Regions from separate parts of the Sus scrofa genome. Here region 2 is linked to region 1. The links are chromatin contacts, called in public HiChIP or PLAC-seq maps. All regions are on one chromosome and are shown on one strand. Each heading gives the region's core, a stretch centred on a gene start, on an enhancer-like site or on the middle of the called end of the contact. The rest is flanking DNA. Distances are from core to core; before and after follow the strand shown. Region 1 holds the start of ST8SIA4 (ST8 alpha-N-acetyl-neuraminide alpha-2,8-sialyltransferase 4). Region 2 holds the start of FAM174A (membrane protein FAM174A).

Region 1 (4,079 bases), core at 612-3,111:
AGACAAAAGACAAAAATAAAAAAAAATAAAATAAAAAGTTAACCTAGAGAAGTTAGCATACTAACCATGTACTGCCCACCCCCTCCGCATCCCAGTCCCTTTTAACATAAATAAGAAGCTGTTTTATTCTCGGAGTTTCTGCCTGTTGAGAAGTCTGTGTGATAGATATGCATTAATGCAGGCAGGATTTGCCTAGATATCAATAAACTCGAAAGGCTCCCGGTGGGCCACTTGTAGTGTCAATAAAGGTTCATAATTACTTGCTCCTTTGAGCATTTTAAACCCAACCTCCTATTTGCTCCACTGCGAATAGGAGGCTGGAGACCAGAGAGGTTCTTCACTTTCTAAATCTTAGGGGAAGAATGGCAAATATTGCCAGGCATCTTGGGTTTTTAAGGAGAGGATTTGGCTATTATCCTTGTTATTTTAAGCTGTCAAAGGACTAGAAACTCAGAATAACCACCTTTTTCTCCCTCCAGCAGAGAGTTGATAGGGAGCCTCACCCTTACATTACTGGCTCAGGGAGGTGTAAACCTCAGGGGTCCACAGCTGCAGACACTGCTCAACCTGAAGGAACAAGTGATGTAATTTAGAGAATCTCTGTGAGGAAGGGGGAGGCAGAGAACTTGGGACCTGCTCAAATTGATGGGGGAAACTCCTGGCTTCCAGGCATTATTTCTCCTGAGCGGTGCCTCCATCAGCTCAGAGGTAAAAGTCAAACCAGGACTGGTACAACCCAGTGCAGCAAGCACTCTGGGTGAGGAGAGTGAGGACCATAGACATGGAGAGGTATTCTGATCAAGACTCTAAGACTGGGAAAGTGTCCCTCCCATTAAATACAGTAGAGGTAAAAAATAAAAACCAACCAACTAAGCAAACAGAAACAGGAGAGGGAAGAAGAGAGTGAGAATCAGATTAAAGACACATTGAGACTTTGTAGAACAGCTTGCTCCTCCTTCTTTCCTTCTTTCTTCCCTCCCTCCTTCCTTCCTGAGTATAGGTGTACTTGGGTTTAAAAACATGGTCCTGCTTTTCTCAGAATCCTCTCTCTCTTCAGTGAAGTTTAAGTAGGGTTGGAGTTTCCTTGACTCCTGAGTGAGGAGTTTCCAAATGGCAATGAATGAGAGTCACATAAATATCCACAAAGTTCCTAATGACACCTCTGTTATCACTTGTTTCCTGCAAGATTCTGAGTCGGGTGGTCATCCACCACCCACACCGAGTGGGCGATCGACTAATCCGCTCATGTGTGTATTTGTACTTTCCAGATTAAGCTGTGCACGGAATATAAAACGTTCTCCAACTCCTCCCCCCTCCCTCCCCCATTCATTCTACTTGGGAGGGCGCGCATTTGCGTGTGTGCACGCGCCTGTTTGTGCGAGTGTGTGTATATTTAGCAAAGACGCGTGGAAGAAGCTACACCTCTTGCTACCCACTCCAAGCTCTATCTGAGCAGGACGCGTCTCTGATCTGTCACCAGCAGAGGTATCCTCTCCACGCTGGTGCGGACGGACTATCTCGGTGCTTCCTTGTGCACAGAGCTAACGCTTTGGTGTCCCGAGAGAGCGACCTGACTTCCTCCTACTGCTCTTCCCACGGTATGCGAGTCCTGATGCGTGCGAGTGTGTGTGTGTGTATACACACGACTGTGAGCTTGTGAGCTTCCTCTCCCAGCACAGTGCAGACAGCGCCAGCGACGTTACTCTCCTAGCAGCAGCCAGCAACGCAAGGCAGCAGCAGCCTCCGCCCCCTCAGTCCCGTGATTGGCTGGTTTTGCTCATCATTTCCCTGCTAGAAAAAGGGAAGGGCCAGTGACGCCCCCGAACCCAGCTGCAGAAGCGGCCGCCACCTCCCATGCACAAGGTGTCTCTTCGGAAAAGAAACCTGAGCCCCAGGGAGGCGGCGCGGAGCGACCGGGGCAGGGCTGGCGGGAACCGCGAGGGAGTGCGCTGGGCACTGCTCGAGGACCAGCGGGAGCTCGGCTGGGCTGCAGAGGACCCTCGAGACCTGCCCCTGAGATCCCGGCTCCACGCTCTCCTCGCGTTTTACAGATTCCCCTTCCCCGTGACTACATCTCCCCAAAACGGAGCCTTTATATGAAGAGAAGGTGAGGGAGCTGGGGCAACCAGGACTTTCCCGGGCACCCAAGATGCGCTCCATTAGGAAGAGGTGGACGATCTGCACGATAAGTCTGCTCCTGATCTTTTATAAGACAAAAGAAATAGCAAGAACTGAGGAGCACCAGGAGACGCAACTCATCGGGTAAATGCAAAGCTTCATTTTAGGATATGTCAAAAAGTCAAGCCATAAATGAAATGTGAATATAGACGATAGAGTGAGGGTTGGGGTATTATGTGCGTTGGGGTCAGCTTCTGAATGTTTAGTCTCATGAATTAAATAACAAAGGCTGTGGTTGAGGTGTGTATGCTCTCTACGTGGGTTCCCAGTATGAGTTCAACTTGCCCTGTGCGGCGATAGTGACGGTTGTATTGGTGCTGCCAGGGCTCATAAGCCCAAGTCATTGCAGAAGTGTCAACAAAGAACGGGTGTCCTTGCCCTTTTAATCCCAAGGCAAAACTCAATCGAGATGTCTTTATTCACCATCTGATTGTCCTTCCTTCTTTCCTGCCCCATCACGGTAGGGAGATAACTAGAAAAAGCTGGCTTCCTGAAAGGCTGAAGTTAATTAAAGCCCAGAAAGCAGGAAATGTGTCTCTGTTTCTTTACAATTCTTTGGCGTTGGGTAGATCTGTGTATCATAATTCGAATTAGAAACTCCGACACAAGCAACCATACTTCCTTATTTGCTCTCCGTGGGTAAAACGCATGGGCGTCATGGTTACAGTTTTGGAAACTGGGAACTGTAGCTTCACACAGACTATATTTCTGCTCTTTCTTTAGTTTGTCTAGATGAGTTCAGACTCTTCCTCCACCTCAGTAAGTTCTCTAAATATCACACTTCCTTCCTCCCTCCCTTTGGCCTCTGTATCTTTGAAGTTTACCCAGGAGGTGGCTGTAACTCTGTGTTGCTTACATAGCTTGGAAGCGTTTTCTGAGGATGTGAACCCGGTTGTCAACTCTGTACAAAGTCCTGTTTCGGAAATCCTCCCTCATCCCGAGGCGTCCGCTATCGCCATCAGAAACTGCACGCTGGCAAAGATGACATTTATGAAAACGGGGATAGAACCCTTGCCATTGTGTTCTGGGGCGTGGGGGTGGGCAGAGGACTGCCAAAACGTGTGTGCGCGTACACACACACACACACACACACACAAACTTCAGGCACTCCATTTCTTAATATTCCTGCTCCTCCCTGAGTAATGAGAATTTAGGTGAGCAAGACTCTTAGCTCATCCTTACAGAAGAAATTGTTATTTTATAGATTAAGTTAAGACAATCGAAAGGGACTGGAAGAGAATGAAGAAGGTAATACGGTATGGGCTGGTTGATTGGTATGCATCAACAAATCTCTAAATGGTCTATTTTCGAGGGAAAATGCCAAACTGTATGAGGTCGTTAACACAGGGAGTGGGTGGGTTGAGAATTCAGCTTAGCTCGATTGTCAGAAAAGAAGGACTCTGGGTGGGGGAGTGGGCATACCCGGTAGATCTGTGCTTCCCAGGCAGACAAAGGGGTCTTTAGGAAGGTGGTGATCCGGCGCGTGGGGGAGAGGCGGAGGTTGGGGCGCGGGGGTCGAGGTTCTTTGTTCCCTTCTGGGCTAGTGGGCTCCTAAGATAAGCGCGAGCCAGGACAAAGCGGCCAAGCCTCGCCAGGACTCTTAGGTTCCGGCCCTTGGCTGGCAACCCTGGAGAGCGAGAGTGGGCGGGACGAGAGAGGCGAGAGGAGGCGCCACATGCGGCCGAGCTTCCCTAAACCGCTGGCCGGGAGGAGGAACGCACCCCCAGTCCTCCGGGGGAATTAACAGACTGGGATGCTCCCCATTTCCTGGGTAACAATTCTTCTGTGGCCTTTCCTGGACGCCAGCCGGCCGGTGGGCGCTGCCCCGGGCGTGGAGGAAGGAGGCGGGGCGCGGCAGCGATCGGGCTAGCCCGGCTAGGTTCCTCGCACCCTTTTCGGGC
Region 2 (4,079 bases), core at 487-2,986, 290 kb after region 1:
TACAACATAATAACCTGGTTTACTTAATCAAAAGGTTGATCATAGGTTAAGATATAGAAACTGTGCTAATGGAAAAAAAAAATTCAAACAAAGCAAACAGTGGATTGTACAATCACAGAAGATTATTAGATCCCTCAGGACACCAGTTAAATCACTTTACCCTTCTGGGTCAGTTTCATCATATGTAAAGTGAAAGATGTCATTAAGTGTCCATATCTGTATGGAATCTGAAATTCAGATAATTCTACAATCTAACATTCTGTAGTAGGAATAGGCTCAAAAATACTCATTTTGAAAATTAAACTTCTGAATGATTTGGGATTGCTATTTATAGATGACTTCATTTTAGAAAGGTTTTTTTGTGTGTGAAATATCAAATTTACTAATTTGATTTACTAATTCAAATTTTTGTAAATTTAAAATCAGATATACTTAGTTTTGTTAGGATATTAAGCATACGTTCCAATATTAAAACTAGATCATATTTATGACATTTTTTTCCCCTTTGATGCATAGGTAACAGTTTTCCATCTTATCATGCAACTAGTAACACTTCGCTTTGGATTACTTTGTGGCATGCAAAATGAATACCTAGATGTTTCTAATAGTGACTATGACAAAGTCATATCAGTGACTATTAGTCACTATTAGTGACTGTCATACCAAATTTTCACTTTCCCAGATCAAAAAAGGTGGAATGTATAAAACTTCATATGGTACAAGAAAATTATTAAGGTGACGGATTAAAAGCCAACACTAAGAAACTGCTGCTAAAAGAACTTTTCTTCTTTTACATTTTATAAAATACTATAATAAGATCATTCCGTATTACCATTCAGTTACTCATATAAATATTGATTTAGAAATTGGGTACTAATTTATAATTTATAAATGAAAGAGAGAAACACTTGGTGGTCTAAATTCTCCCAAAGGTACCACAGGTTTTTAAGACAGTTATCACAGGTCTGCACCCATGATACTGGGGGCGGGGAGAGGGCAATGCCAGGTCACTCACTGGGCCTGCAAAGGAGGCTCATCGAGGCTTCGCCTCACCTGACCGTCCTGACGACGAAGTACACCAGCACCGCACCACTCACCACCATCAACACGGTCAGGGCCCGCTGGGTCATGGGCTTGTCGCTGGGGTTAGGGCTCACAGCAAGGACGCCACCCACTGAGCCTTCTTCCCCCGCCTTCCCGCCTGGGTCGGCAGCAAGCTCCGCCCCAGGAAAGCTGCCATTGCCGCCCTCTGCGCCCCGTGGTCCTGTGGCTTCGGCCTGAGCGCGGCCTGGGGACTGGGGAGCTGTGGGGCCAGGTGGCAGAGGTTGCAGGGTCCTCGGCCCACGGTCTGGAGGCCCGGGATCCTGCGCGGCCTCAGCCGCCTGCAGCAGCACCGCCAAAGGCCCTCTCAACTCTGGCAGTAGTAGCAACAGCAGGAGGGCGGAGGCGAGGAGGTGGCTGAGGCAGCAGCGATAGTGCGTTGCCTTCATCGTCCCCGGACGGCCCTCTCACCACGTGGGAGCTTCGGGGCCCACCGCCCTGGCTCCAGGTGGGACCATGGGAGCAGCGAAGAACGAAGAAAGGGTGACCAAATCCCGGGCTAAGGCCCGCCGCAGCAGGTGGCACAGGCGGCAGCTGCTGCAGCTGCCGGGAGAACCGGAAGTTCGTACATCTCAGCAGCCCTGCTACTAGGGACGCTTTCGGTTGCTAACATGCCAGGGACGGCGCCTTTAGTGACGTCAGGCGCGCAAGGCCACTAGCGCAGGCACCCTGCCTGCGGGCCAGGGGAAACCCTCTGTGGTTGGTTCCCTAGTAACAAAGTAAACAAAAGAGAGTAGTGTAAAATGTGCAGCAACACTTTGCATGAAAATACTTTAAGAGATTGGAAGCTCCTAATTTGAGTTCGTTTGTGCAAAACTGCAGATATGCAGCTTATTGTTTATTAAGACCGCTTTGACGTTTCCCTCAGCTCAGGTACAAATTTTATACGGCTTTCTTCCTTAGAGCATTGATGTTAGAAAACTTGTAACTGTGCATTTATTTTCTGTGTTTTTGAAATATAAATCTTTAAAACGGTATTGGTGGTGTTAATATCCAGGGCTCTTTATTAAAGAATTAGGAGCCATCCTTTTGAAATGTCAACAAAGATAGCACTAGCTCCCAGTCTCTGTGGAAGGGTAGGAGCCTAATTTAGGGGGGCACCTTGTTCAGAGTTGTAGAACTATCTCCTGTCAGGAAGCTGAAAGAAAAATTTACTTTTCTCTTGGGTAATTTCATTTAGTAATCATAATTGGCCTGAGGTGCTCCCTGTTCTTAAATCTCTTAAGTTTTTTGTTACTTTTTGGTGAGTTGAGATCAGAGTCCTGGCCTCTCTCCTCTGTTGCAATAATGTTGAATAAAGTTTTCTTTGCCTGTTTAACGTTGACATCAGTGACGTGGAACTTTGATTTGAGCAGATGCAAACATACAAACAAAACACCAGACCAGAAGTTGAAGTTAGTATTTGTTTTTTAAAAAAATTATTCATTTAGCATTGTTCAGATATTTCACTCCTTGCTTAGCACTGTGTCTGAGTACTGAATAGTAGAGGAGTAGGACATGGTCCTTGCTCTTATAGCACTTAGGTTCAAATGGAGATAACACAATGAACAGTTGCATTCATTCTGAATTTGGAAGTGTGTCGTAAATAACAGGTATAGAATCTACAATAAAATTTTTCTAAAGGATTTTTGTAGATAAGGTGGACAGGATAGTGTCTTCTGCCTGCTTCAGGGTGACAGAGTAATGCAGTTGCTTCTGCAGTGTAGAATTACAAGGCCTCGGTGTCTTAATGCTGGGTTCTAGTGTGAGGAAATCCATTGGTGACACACCCCAATTTTAGCTTCCTACCTGGGCATTTTCAGTAATGAGGTGGCTCCTTGGGTTTCCTGTCTCCTTTATTAACAACCTTATTCAAAGCCATACATGGAATAGGGTTAGTATGTAATGCCACTTCCTTCTACTTCTCAAAAAAGTCCAGTAATTAACTCATTGAAAGCCAAAAAAAAAAAAAAAAAAAAAAGTGCATCATCTTTCCTTTCTTACAATTTCTCATTTTACTGTTGTGTTCCTCATCTTGATTAATGGCATTATTCTTCATTCAGGTGTTAAGGCATAAAATCTTGGAGTCATCCTTTACCTTTGCTTCCCACCTGCAACAATCCTTGTCAGTAACTGAGCCATGCAAAGCGCCAAATAATTCTGAAGTAGCAAAATCAAACTAATGGTTCCAAATTAATTAGAACATATCATGTTCTAGTTTTTCTCCAAATGTGACTCTTAGCTATTCAGAATCAGAAATGTGATTTGTTAAAAATGCAGATTGTAGGTCACTATTCCAGAAATCCTGAGCCAGAATTTTTGGGACTGGGGACGTGGACTCTGTATGCATTTTATTAAGCTAACAGGATGATTTTTAATTGCATTAAGGTTTAAGAATCTCTGCTTTCCCTCACCACCTGAATCTAAATGTTGTTAAATTTTCTCCATTTATCTAATGACTCTGTCATTAATTAGTTCTTCTGTAACCTGCTCCTGGAAAGGAATTATTTTTATATTGCTGTGGGTCTTAAGTACCAGCAAATTATTGTGTTTTTGCATAATACCATATTATTTGTAAAGTATTATGAAACTAGGAGCAGGTTTCCTGGGAGAAAATACTGTATTTTGCTTGTGTAATATAAAATGACAATTTGGGGGCACACATGTCTTTTTAAAAGACAAGTTGTCAAACTAAGTTTAATTGCTATTTCTGATTTTTTTCTATTAATAATAGTGCTACTTGTTCATTTATGCTTTCATTTGTCTCACAATCAAGTTTTGCCAGGCACTAGAAATTTAAAAACATATAGGGGAGAAAAATTATTAAACAAGCAATTTATATCAATTTATTTAATGTGAATATTGGGAAAAGACCACCATGATTTTTATTTATGTTACTTTATTTTTATTATTACTTTTTTTTTTTTTTTTTACAGCTACACCTTCAGCATCTGGAGGTTCCCAGGCTAGGGATTGAATTGGAGTTGCAACTTCTGGCT

Evidence for each region. HiChIP or PLAC-seq counts read pairs in DNA pulled down with a chosen protein or histone mark.
Region 2: a contact with region 1 is called in an H3K27ac HiChIP or PLAC-seq map of alveolar macrophages. The contact joins the promoter of FAM174A here to the promoter of ST8SIA4 in region 1. A contact is called at or near these places in 10 of 47 Hi-C or Micro-C datasets (alveolar macrophages, blood, brain and 6 more) and 2 of 2 datasets of contacts at active chromatin or transcription factors (alveolar macrophages and skeletal muscle).

What each region holds. Positions count from the first base shown.
Region 1 is chr2:106,843,588-106,847,666 of Sscrofa11.1, reverse strand. It overlaps ST8SIA4 (ST8 alpha-N-acetyl-neuraminide alpha-2,8-sialyltransferase 4), which reads left to right and starts at 1,861. Exons shown (of 13, transcript NM_001037322.1): 1 at 1,861-2,262. The coding sequence starts at 2,150.
Region 2 is chr2:106,552,899-106,556,977 of Sscrofa11.1, reverse strand. FAM174A (membrane protein FAM174A) reads right to left here and starts at 1,736. Exons shown (of 3, transcript XM_003123804.4): 1 at 1,054-1,736. The coding sequence starts at 1,490.